2 separate regions of the Mus musculus genome follow, and region 1 is linked to region 2. A link is a contact called in public promoter capture Hi-C data. All regions are on one chromosome and are shown on one strand. The core of a region is the stretch at or near the end of the contact, and the rest is flanking DNA. Distances in the headings are between cores, read along the strand shown.

Evidence for each region. Promoter capture Hi-C pulls out the DNA fragments that hold promoters and counts their contacts.
Region 1: a contact with region 2 is called in a promoter capture Hi-C map of pre-B cells, with 3 times the contacts expected there. The contact joins the enhancer-like site here to the promoter of Atp5j2 in region 2. A contact is called at or near these places in 3 of 39 promoter capture datasets (liver and pre-B cells).

What each region holds. Positions count from the first base shown.
Region 1 is chr5:147,525,628-147,530,323 of GRCm38.p6, forward strand. Pan3 (PAN3 poly(A) specific ribonuclease subunit) reads left to right here. Exons shown (of 19, transcript NM_028291.5): 9 at 892-1,053; 10 at 1,298-1,414; 11 at 1,502-1,603; 12 at 4,328-4,493. Among named protein-coding and RNA genes, the nearest start is that of Pan3, 98 kb to the left of the region's middle. Within about 2 kb of position 1,589, at least 77 of the 459 cell types and tissues checked have an H3K27ac peak or open chromatin away from gene starts, as enhancers often do. A contact at or near this core is called in pre-B cells, where this site is marked.
Region 2 is chr5:145,189,455-145,193,677 of GRCm38.p6, forward strand. Atp5j2 (ATP synthase, H+ transporting, mitochondrial F0 complex, subunit F2) reads right to left here and starts at 2,087. Exons shown (of 4, transcript NM_020582.3): 1 at 2,049-2,087. The coding sequence starts at 2,061.

The sequences.
Region 1 (4,696 bases), core at 339-2,838, 2.3 Mb after region 2:
GCCCAGAGTTGGGACCACAGCACAGAGAGCTGTGCCCCATGGGAATCAAGAGGAAGCTTCCGGAGCTTGGTAGTTGTTAACTCGAACAGTGGTGCGAACAAGTGTGACCGGTTGAAAGGACAGCGCTAAAAAATCCTATACTCATAGCCTTGTCGTGACCTCTTTTAAACAAATCATGTACAGCCATTGCATGGAAATTCAAGATGTACAGCTTCTGAAGCCAGATAGCGTTTGCTGTGGAGACCCTTGCGTATTGAGTAGAGTTTATCTTTTACCTTGTCTATTTGTTTGTTTGTTGTTAAAAACCATGGTAGTCATCAAAAAGGTTGTTCCAAATATCATAGTTGGTTTGCTCTTGTGCTGTCACTTGACTGTTAATTTCCTTGTGGGCACTGCACCTCTTAATTATTGGGGGAAGCATAGTTTCTTTAGTTGTACCCAGTCGAGCCAGAGGAGACTTGTAAGAGTTTTGATGGCAAATGTCACATAGGTTCATACATATATATGCTACCCTTATCAATTTCATACAACTTATTTTAAATTTATGCTCTAAAGATAATTCAAAATCTACCTTGATTTTTATTAATATTAGAATAAAATGTTTAATATATCAATAACTCATTTTTAATAATTATTTCTGAGAACAAAAATCCCTATATTGTGCTGCTAAGAGACAGGAGAATGTGAGCTTCAGTTGTGCTTGGCTGCCCCTAACCTGTTGGTACTGAAGCTTAGTTGGGTTTATAACAAGCCTGTCAGACAGCACTGCCTCCTGACACAAGTCTGTTGGGGTTTGACAGTGGGTAGTGATGCGTGTGCTTGCTTCTTTAATGCTGTGAGAGGTTTGTGAATGCCTGTCATTGACAGTTGTCTTTCTGCCACTTACTCTAGCAGTCCCCACAGAAGTTGACAGCTACCATAGCCTGTTCCCTCTAGAACCACTGCCACCTCCCAACCGGATACAGAAATCAAGTAATTTTGGATATATCACGTCTTGCTACAAAGCTGTAAATAGCAAAGATGATCTGCCATATTGCCTTCGGAGGATACATGGTAAGGAAGGTGGATTTCCTCAGAAGTATACTACTCTTGCTAAGATTATTCATACTTTCATATAAACAGTGCTGTCTTATTATGCGTGCTTGGAAAACAAGGTTTCTTTTATTTTTCTTCTTTTTTTTTTTTGTCCCCATTTGAAGATTAATACTTTACAGCCAACATAGACCATTTTTAAAAATTCAAATTTCTCTTGAGCTATCATTTACAGTTGATTGTAGTAGAGAATTTTCTTCTTTAGGTTTTCGTCTTGTTAACACAAAGTGCATGGTGTTGGTTGATATGTGGAAAAAAATTCAGCACTCAAATATTGTAACTCTGCGTGAAGTGTTTACCACTAAAGCATTTGCCGAGCCTTGTAAGTACCCAGTCCTGTGGGTCCTGCTCATGGGCTTCCCTGTGTGGAGCCAGACTTGTGTGATGTGTGTTTCTGTTTCTTTGTAAGCTCTGGTGTTCGCCTATGATTTCCATGCTGGAGGAGAAACTATGATGAGCAGACACTTTAACGACCCGAATTCTGATGCCTACTTCACAAAGAGGAAGTGGGGTAAGCAAGAGATGCGAGCAGACTGTTTTGATGCATGCTTTTGACCTGGCGAGGAGTTTCTTATGAAGACATGCACAAAGGTTTTCTTGCCATTTTAAGGGTCTTACTGCATTTTTATAAAGTATCTCAAAGAATTGGAGTTGGTTTGCAGCAAGTTAGGAAAAATGTGTATATTGACTCATATTTTATACCAGTATTTTTGGTTTATTTTGGATATATCCCATAGGATATAAAATTTCCTATGAACATCATTTGATAGTCTTCCCACCCAGTGTGACTGTATGGTCATCTATGAAATCATTTCCCTAGAAACATTCTTTTGTTTGTTAAACGTCAAGTTAGTTTTTTAAAAAGCGACTTTACTTTAAAATGGAAGAGAAGTTCTTTCGTCTTCTCCTTCTTTCCTAATATTTGCTTAAATAGTCATTTTATAATTCAGATATTTCAAGGGACCTAGAAATTTATAATTGCAGTCTAAAACATGCTCCTTTAGAAGGAAAATGACACCACAGAAAACGTAAATCCAATTTGAGATGTCAAAATTTATATTTTTGTAGGTAGTCTGATTTTGTGTGGAACCAAGAATGAAGCTTCACCTTGTTAGCTGTAGTTTTTAATCTTAAGATTCTCTTGAACACAAAACATAATACTTGGGTGTGCTCATAACCTTGCTTCTGCATTCTGACAGTTGAAAGCAGTTGTGGTTTCAACATAGTTGTTGAATTGGTGGTGGAAGCCTGTCAGGCAGTGTGGTGGCTTCTCCTTTTGTGCTGTCGTCTGTAGACACGGGCACAGGTTTTTGGAGGATGTGGTGGCAGCTTTCCCTGAAGATGTGTGGTTGTGGCTCATATTTATTTTAGTAATAACTCTTGTGAGATGGCTGTTAGCTTTATTTATCGCTATCTTAACCTTGGCTCTGTTGACACTTGGGCCACACATCATTTGTTCTGTGGAATCTACCCTGTATTGTGGGTTGTTGGACAGTGGTGCTTGTCTTCTGGATACCCCTATACCTCAGCTCTGATGCCAGAAATAACTGCATGCACTGCCAGTGTTCCTTGTTGAGAACTACTCAGAGCATGTTACCCATTTTAGAAGTCTGTATTTTTTCTAGGACTGGAAACATCTCTCTCAGTTTCTACATTTTCTCAGTCTCTGTTCTTCCATGCATTAGACTCTTATAACCCCCACTATACTCCTTACACATATGAATGCCTTACTGTTTTCTCCTACTGAATAACTGTTTTAGCAACAACTTCTTTAAAAAGGCATGTTTGTCATAAGTGCATTATTTAGAAAATGGGGATGATATGAGATAGTGAAAGTGTATTTATATAGAAACTATAGAGATTAAAATGAAGTGAATGGAGCAGTTAGAATGGAATCTGATGGAAAGTAAGACCTATGTGTTTGCTGTAAGTCCTCACTCTAAGAATTGTAGCATCTAGGAGGCTAAGTCAGGAGAATTGCTACAAATTGGAGGGTTACAGAGTACAGTCCTCGTCTCAGAAAAACAACAACAACAAAAAAAATAGCTGGGTGTAATGCCACATGCCTTTAATTGCAGCACCTAGAAGACAGATTGAGACAGATAGCTGAGTTCAAGGCCAGCCCAGTTTATACAGTGAGTATTTCCAGGACAGCCAGGGCTACATAGTGGATCCTGTTTGAATATAAACAAAAACAACAAAACAGGATAACTGATCCTCCTCCTTATGATCATATCAGTTGTGTAACTTTATTTAAACATTCTTCCTTTTGGTCATGGTGCTGTGGGCTGACTTGCAGTCTTGATGCGTGCTCAGCTGTGCTCCAGCCCTCAAAGTCACACGGATTCAGGACTCTCTTGGGTTCTCTCTGACATCTTCTTAGCGGTTCCCGCTAAAAGCTGTTTGGAGACTTCTAAAAACTTCTTTATAGAATGTAATGTCTTCATTCTGTACAAATTGAGAGGAAATGGTTCGTGTATATGTACTTGTTTAAAACATTGTCCCAAGCCATAGTTACACATTCACTTTATCTACGTCTATCTATCTATCTATCTATCTATCTATCTATCTATCTATCTATCTATCTACGTCTATCTATCTATCTATCTATCTAATCTATCTATGATTTTTTTAAAACAAGGTCATATTTTGTAGCTCTGACTTATCCTGAGCCTGAAACTTGCAGCACTCCTCCTGAATGCCAGGGTTATAGGCAGGCACCGTGGCCCCCGACTTATACTTTCACATTTTTACCTCGTTCACAAAAGGTTGGCTTGCAGCCATATGGGTACATGATTATGTTCACTAAAATAACAGAATATGGATTACGTTTTTATATCTCTGTTACTTAAATATTGACATTGACTCACAAGGTATGATGAAAAATCAGTTTATAAGCTGGGCATGGAACTCCAAGTGGCAGAGCAGTTGTCTAATGTGTGCGAACACCTAGGTTAAATTCCTAGTGCCACAAAATTGACAAACAAAAACACTTATAAAAGTTGTTAGGGTAAAGACAGTTACTTAGATAGAAGCTTGCTTGTTTCATCATTGGTAAGGATACTGCTTTTTCAGTAATTTGTTCTTATTCAACATTTATTTGGTCAGAGGAAAGAGTCCTTTAGTGAGATCTCTGCTACTCTAATAGTGTGAAACCTGTCAGCTCAGTTCTCGAGGCTCCTGAGCTTGTTTGTTGGGCCTTACTGCTGTGAATGGATATTCATTTTTCTTCTAGGCCAGCACGATGGACCACTGCCCAGGCAGCATGCTGGATTGTTACCAGAGTCTCTCATCTGGGCATACATTGTACAGCTGAGTTCTGCTCTGCGGACCATTCATACAGCAGGTTTGGCCTGTAGAGTAATGGACCCAACGAAGATTCTGATAACCAGCAAAACAAGGTACTAGCATTTTCAATGTTCTGAATCTGGGTTTCTTGTCATTTTTCTTTAGTGATCTATTTAGTGTGTGTGTGTGTGTGTGTGTGTGTGTGTGTGTGTGTGTGTGTGTGTGTTGTGTGTTCTGCCTGCATACATATGTGTGCATCACATGTGCTTGGTGCCCATGGAAGCCAGAAGAAGTTATTAGGTTCCCTGGAGTTAAC
Region 2 (4,223 bases), core at 837-3,336:
GGGCTCAAACCTGCTGCTGTATGTCAATGGATGTCTTTGGCATGGCGGATCCTGCTACCTTCCAAGTGCTGGAGTTACCAGCTTTATGTGGTGCTGAGGATGGAACCCAGGACTTTGTGCCTGTGGGGCAAGCACTCCACCAACTGAGCCGCAACCCGACTACTCCACCCCTCCCCAGCCCCGCCCAGTATCTTTCTTGAACTGAGTCATCTTTTTGTTTGTTGGTTTGGTTTTTTTGAGATAGGGTATTGCTATACAGTACCGGCTAGCCTTAAACTCATGGATAATCTTCTTGTTTCAGCTTTCCCACTGCTAGGGTGACAGGGGTACAATATCAACCCCCAGCTGGCGAAGTGTACTAAACTCTTTAGTCTTTCCTTCAAAGGTCTCTTCACACTAACCCTCTACTTAAATAAGATTGCAAACTTTAAGCTGGGTATGATGGCGCATGCCTTTAACCCCAGCACTTAGGAGGCAGAAGCAGAGAGACTTTTATGAGTTCCAGACAAGCCTGATCTATCTAGTGAATTTCAGGATAGCCACAGCTATTTAGGGAGACCTTGTCTTTAAAAAAAACAAGAAAAAGTGATAGGGGTGGTGGTTGTGGCAGTGGCGGCACACACCTTCAACCCTAGCAATTGGGAAGGCAGAGGCAGGTGGAGTTCAAGTTCAAGGATAGCCAGAGTGGCAGAGAAATCCTGTAGGGGTTGGGATCCAAAACTTCTATTTTTTCAACTTTTTTTTTGGAGAGGAAGGCCCAGGCTGACAATTGTGCTTCTTCAGCCTCTTGAGCAGTGTCATTAATGCTCTTCCCGTTGTCTCTTCTGAAAGCTGTGTTCACTAACCATCTCCTACCATTTTACAGATAAAATAGCTGCTAATGCCCCAGGTGGCAGTGACCTACACCTTTAAGCCCAGTACTGGGGAGACAGAAGCAGGTGGATCCACAGATGAGTTCCATTACAGCTGGAGCTACACAAAGAAATCCTATCTTGCAAAACCAAGTACCAAACCAAATCAAAAAGGCTCAGCTCCTTCACACCCCGTTTTTAGACACCCCCCCCTTCACCTTCCCAGGCTGAGATAAAGAACACTGTAACAAGCTAAGTACAGTAGCATAGGCCTGTAATCCTAGCACTCAGAGATAGACGCTAATACATCACGACTGTGGCAGCAAGTTCATGACCAATCTGGGCTACATGGTGAAACCCTGTCTCAAAAGGAGGAGGTAGACAACTGTGAAATGGCTAGCCTGGCTACTGGAGTTCCTCGGAGTTGTCCTCGAACCTGGACACAAGCTCCAGCATTCCCATGACCATACCTAGACACGTGTGGGACACATAATAACAAAAACAACAATAATGTGTAATCCCAACAGTGCGCAATGAATGTGTGTGGAGATTGACTCGTACGTGTTAAGGGAACATCTGCTTGTCTGTCACAAGGACATTTCTGAAAGGTAATCTCATTTATCATGAGACCCGCCAACCTAGGTCTGAATCCCAGCGAGGCTCTCTCAGGACTGGTGACCTTGAACAGGTCACTTCACCCCAGTAGGCGTATTCAGTCGACACGTATGTAACATAATGTGGTGTCGGGAACCATTCTAGGCATTCGCTGGTCCTGGACCGTAATCTGAAAGCCTCATCTCCAGGGAGGTCCAAGCGCTGCCCAGCGTAAAGGTTCAAGTGACCCTGCCTGTGTCAAGTCGCGCAGGAAGAAAAAGCAGCAGCTTAGTCCTCCGCGGAAGGACAGACAAATGGTTCCGGGCAACGCATGTGCAGGCCCCCAGAAGCCTCTCCGTGCTGACTGGGTCTTCCACCGCCAGGCCAGGCGATGCACAGCAGAAATCCGCTGCAGAGTGGAGGGAGGAGGGCGGGAGCACAGGACCTTATAGTAAGTGTCCAGCGCGCTTCCGGGGAGGCTTCAGTGAAGCCCCGGGTGAAGAGCAAGAGTTCCCGCGGTTCCTTCTCACCCCACTGTGGCCCTGGAGCCTGTGCCCAAATCGGGCTTCCAACCCCAAGGCCAGGAAAGGGCCGAGTACTCACCGAGTGACGCCATCTTGAAGTCCTGGTGTCCGCAGAACTCCAGCCGCGCGCAAAGGCTGCTGGGAAGGGCGCACGCACCCCTGCCGGAGCGGGAAGCAGAGGCTCATGGGAAGTAGATCACCACTTAGGTAGAGCATTTTGAGACCTATCCCAGGCGGAAGCAAAGGACAAAAGAGAAAAGGGACCTTTTGACTTTTTGCCTTCTACTTTTGGATCTCTCATGAGGAATGAGAGGCTTAGGGGTGTGGCTCAGTCCCGGAGTGCTTAAGGCTCTGGTTCCATTCCCAATGCTGAAAAGAAAGAAAAGCAGAGAAGCCTTGAATAGGAACATTTGTTTTAACCCTCCCCAGTCCCTTTTACTTGCTATTCACTGCTCTGACCCCCAAATCCCTCTGAAGTTCCACTCCACATGCTTAAGTGGTTTCCATGATGATTGCAAACACGCCTCCACAGCTGACACCTGCTTAAATGGGTATTTTCTAAAGCTCGTAAAGGTAGTTTTTTTGACCCAAAATCAGAAGTATTAGATTTAAGCCATGTTAGCGCCAAAGTCAGACTACTATATAGCTACAGGCATTATCTTGCCATTAATTCCCAAATTTGGGCCTGAAATACAGCAAGACTGTATGCAATAACAGAGTTAGTCTAGCCTGGAAATCAGTATATGTTTTGGGTTGGCCTGAAACTTTTAGCAGTGACAACTCATGTATGGGAATTATATGTGTGCACTGCCTGTATAAACTGACATAACCACTCCATGGTATAATTAAGGTGAAGGTTTTTAAAATTATTTTTATGTACATGGGTGTTTTGCCTACATATATGTCTGTGTACCACATGCATGCAGGGCCCACTGAAGTCAAAAGAGGTCATTGGATCCCCTGGAGCTGAAGTTAGAAAGACAGTAGTGAATTCCTATGTGATTTGTGGTAATGAAACCTGGGTCCTCTGAAAGAGCAGATAGTGCTCTTAACAGATGAGCCATCTCTCCAGCCCCCATAAGGAAAGGGGATTTTTTTTTAAAGATTTATTTATTTATTATACGTAAGTACACTGTAGCTGTCTTCAGATGCGCCAGAAGAGGGCGTCAGATCTCATTACATGTGGTTGTGAGCCACCATGTGGTTGCTGGGATTTGAACTCAGGACTTTTGGAAGAGTAGTCGGTGCTCTTAACCACTGAGTCATCTCTCCAGCCCCCAGGAGAGGGGATGTTTATTGTAAATATGAGTGAGAGGGAACAGCCAGAGGCATCTGGAAGAGCAGAGAGAAGTAGACTTAACATGGGCATCTGACTGGACATGGTCAGAGCAATCTAAGAGTGAGAGCATGGGGTAGGGTGGGAGTGAGAATAGCAGGCTTATAAGAATGATTCGCTGGAGGGGTGGGGGGAGTCCAGGAGCTAAAGGGAGAAGCATAGAGAAGATGAAAAGAGCCAGAATGCTATAACATGGCCTTTGCTGTGTGTAATGGGTATTTGTGATATTGAGAGACTGGAGGCCAGCATGCATTTTGATATGCTGGTAAATGCCAAAGGTAAGGAAAATGACTCCTTTTGACAGAAAACTGGGCTTCCCGATTCCTTTTACCTGCTATTCACTGTGGAATAGTCACAATTCTTTTTACCGTTCCTAAGGAATGGTGGCTTTTATCTAACCACCAGAAATCCTCCTATAGTCCAAGTTGTGCTCATTTCTGGGTTTTTGGAAGGGGAGCAGGGCACTCTAGCTATTAGTATAGAAGGGGGCTGTAGTCGGCTCAGTTACCATTTCCCTGAAGGGGCTGGGTGGTCCCACATGGGTCATCATCTTAGTGTCTTAAGTGATTCTATCTTGGACCAAAGATCTACACCAGCCCAACATTTCTTATGTCAAGTTCCCAAGTGCTAGGATTACAGGTGTTTACCACCAAACCCTGCTTCGCCTCAGAATGCTTGAGTCTGCCTGTATTTAGAGTTGAGTGTAGAGCCAGTATCAAGAGTTCAGCTCTGAATGCTTTTGACTTTTCAAGATTTTAATGAGCAAGAGAGAAGGAGGCAGTGGGTGTCACAGGCCTTTGACCCCAGCACTCGGGAGACAGAGGCAGGTGGACCTCCCCTCAAGATCAGCCTGGTCTACAGGACGAGTTCCACGCCAGCCAGGGCTACCCAGACTCTGTCTTGGGGCAGAGGGGAAGC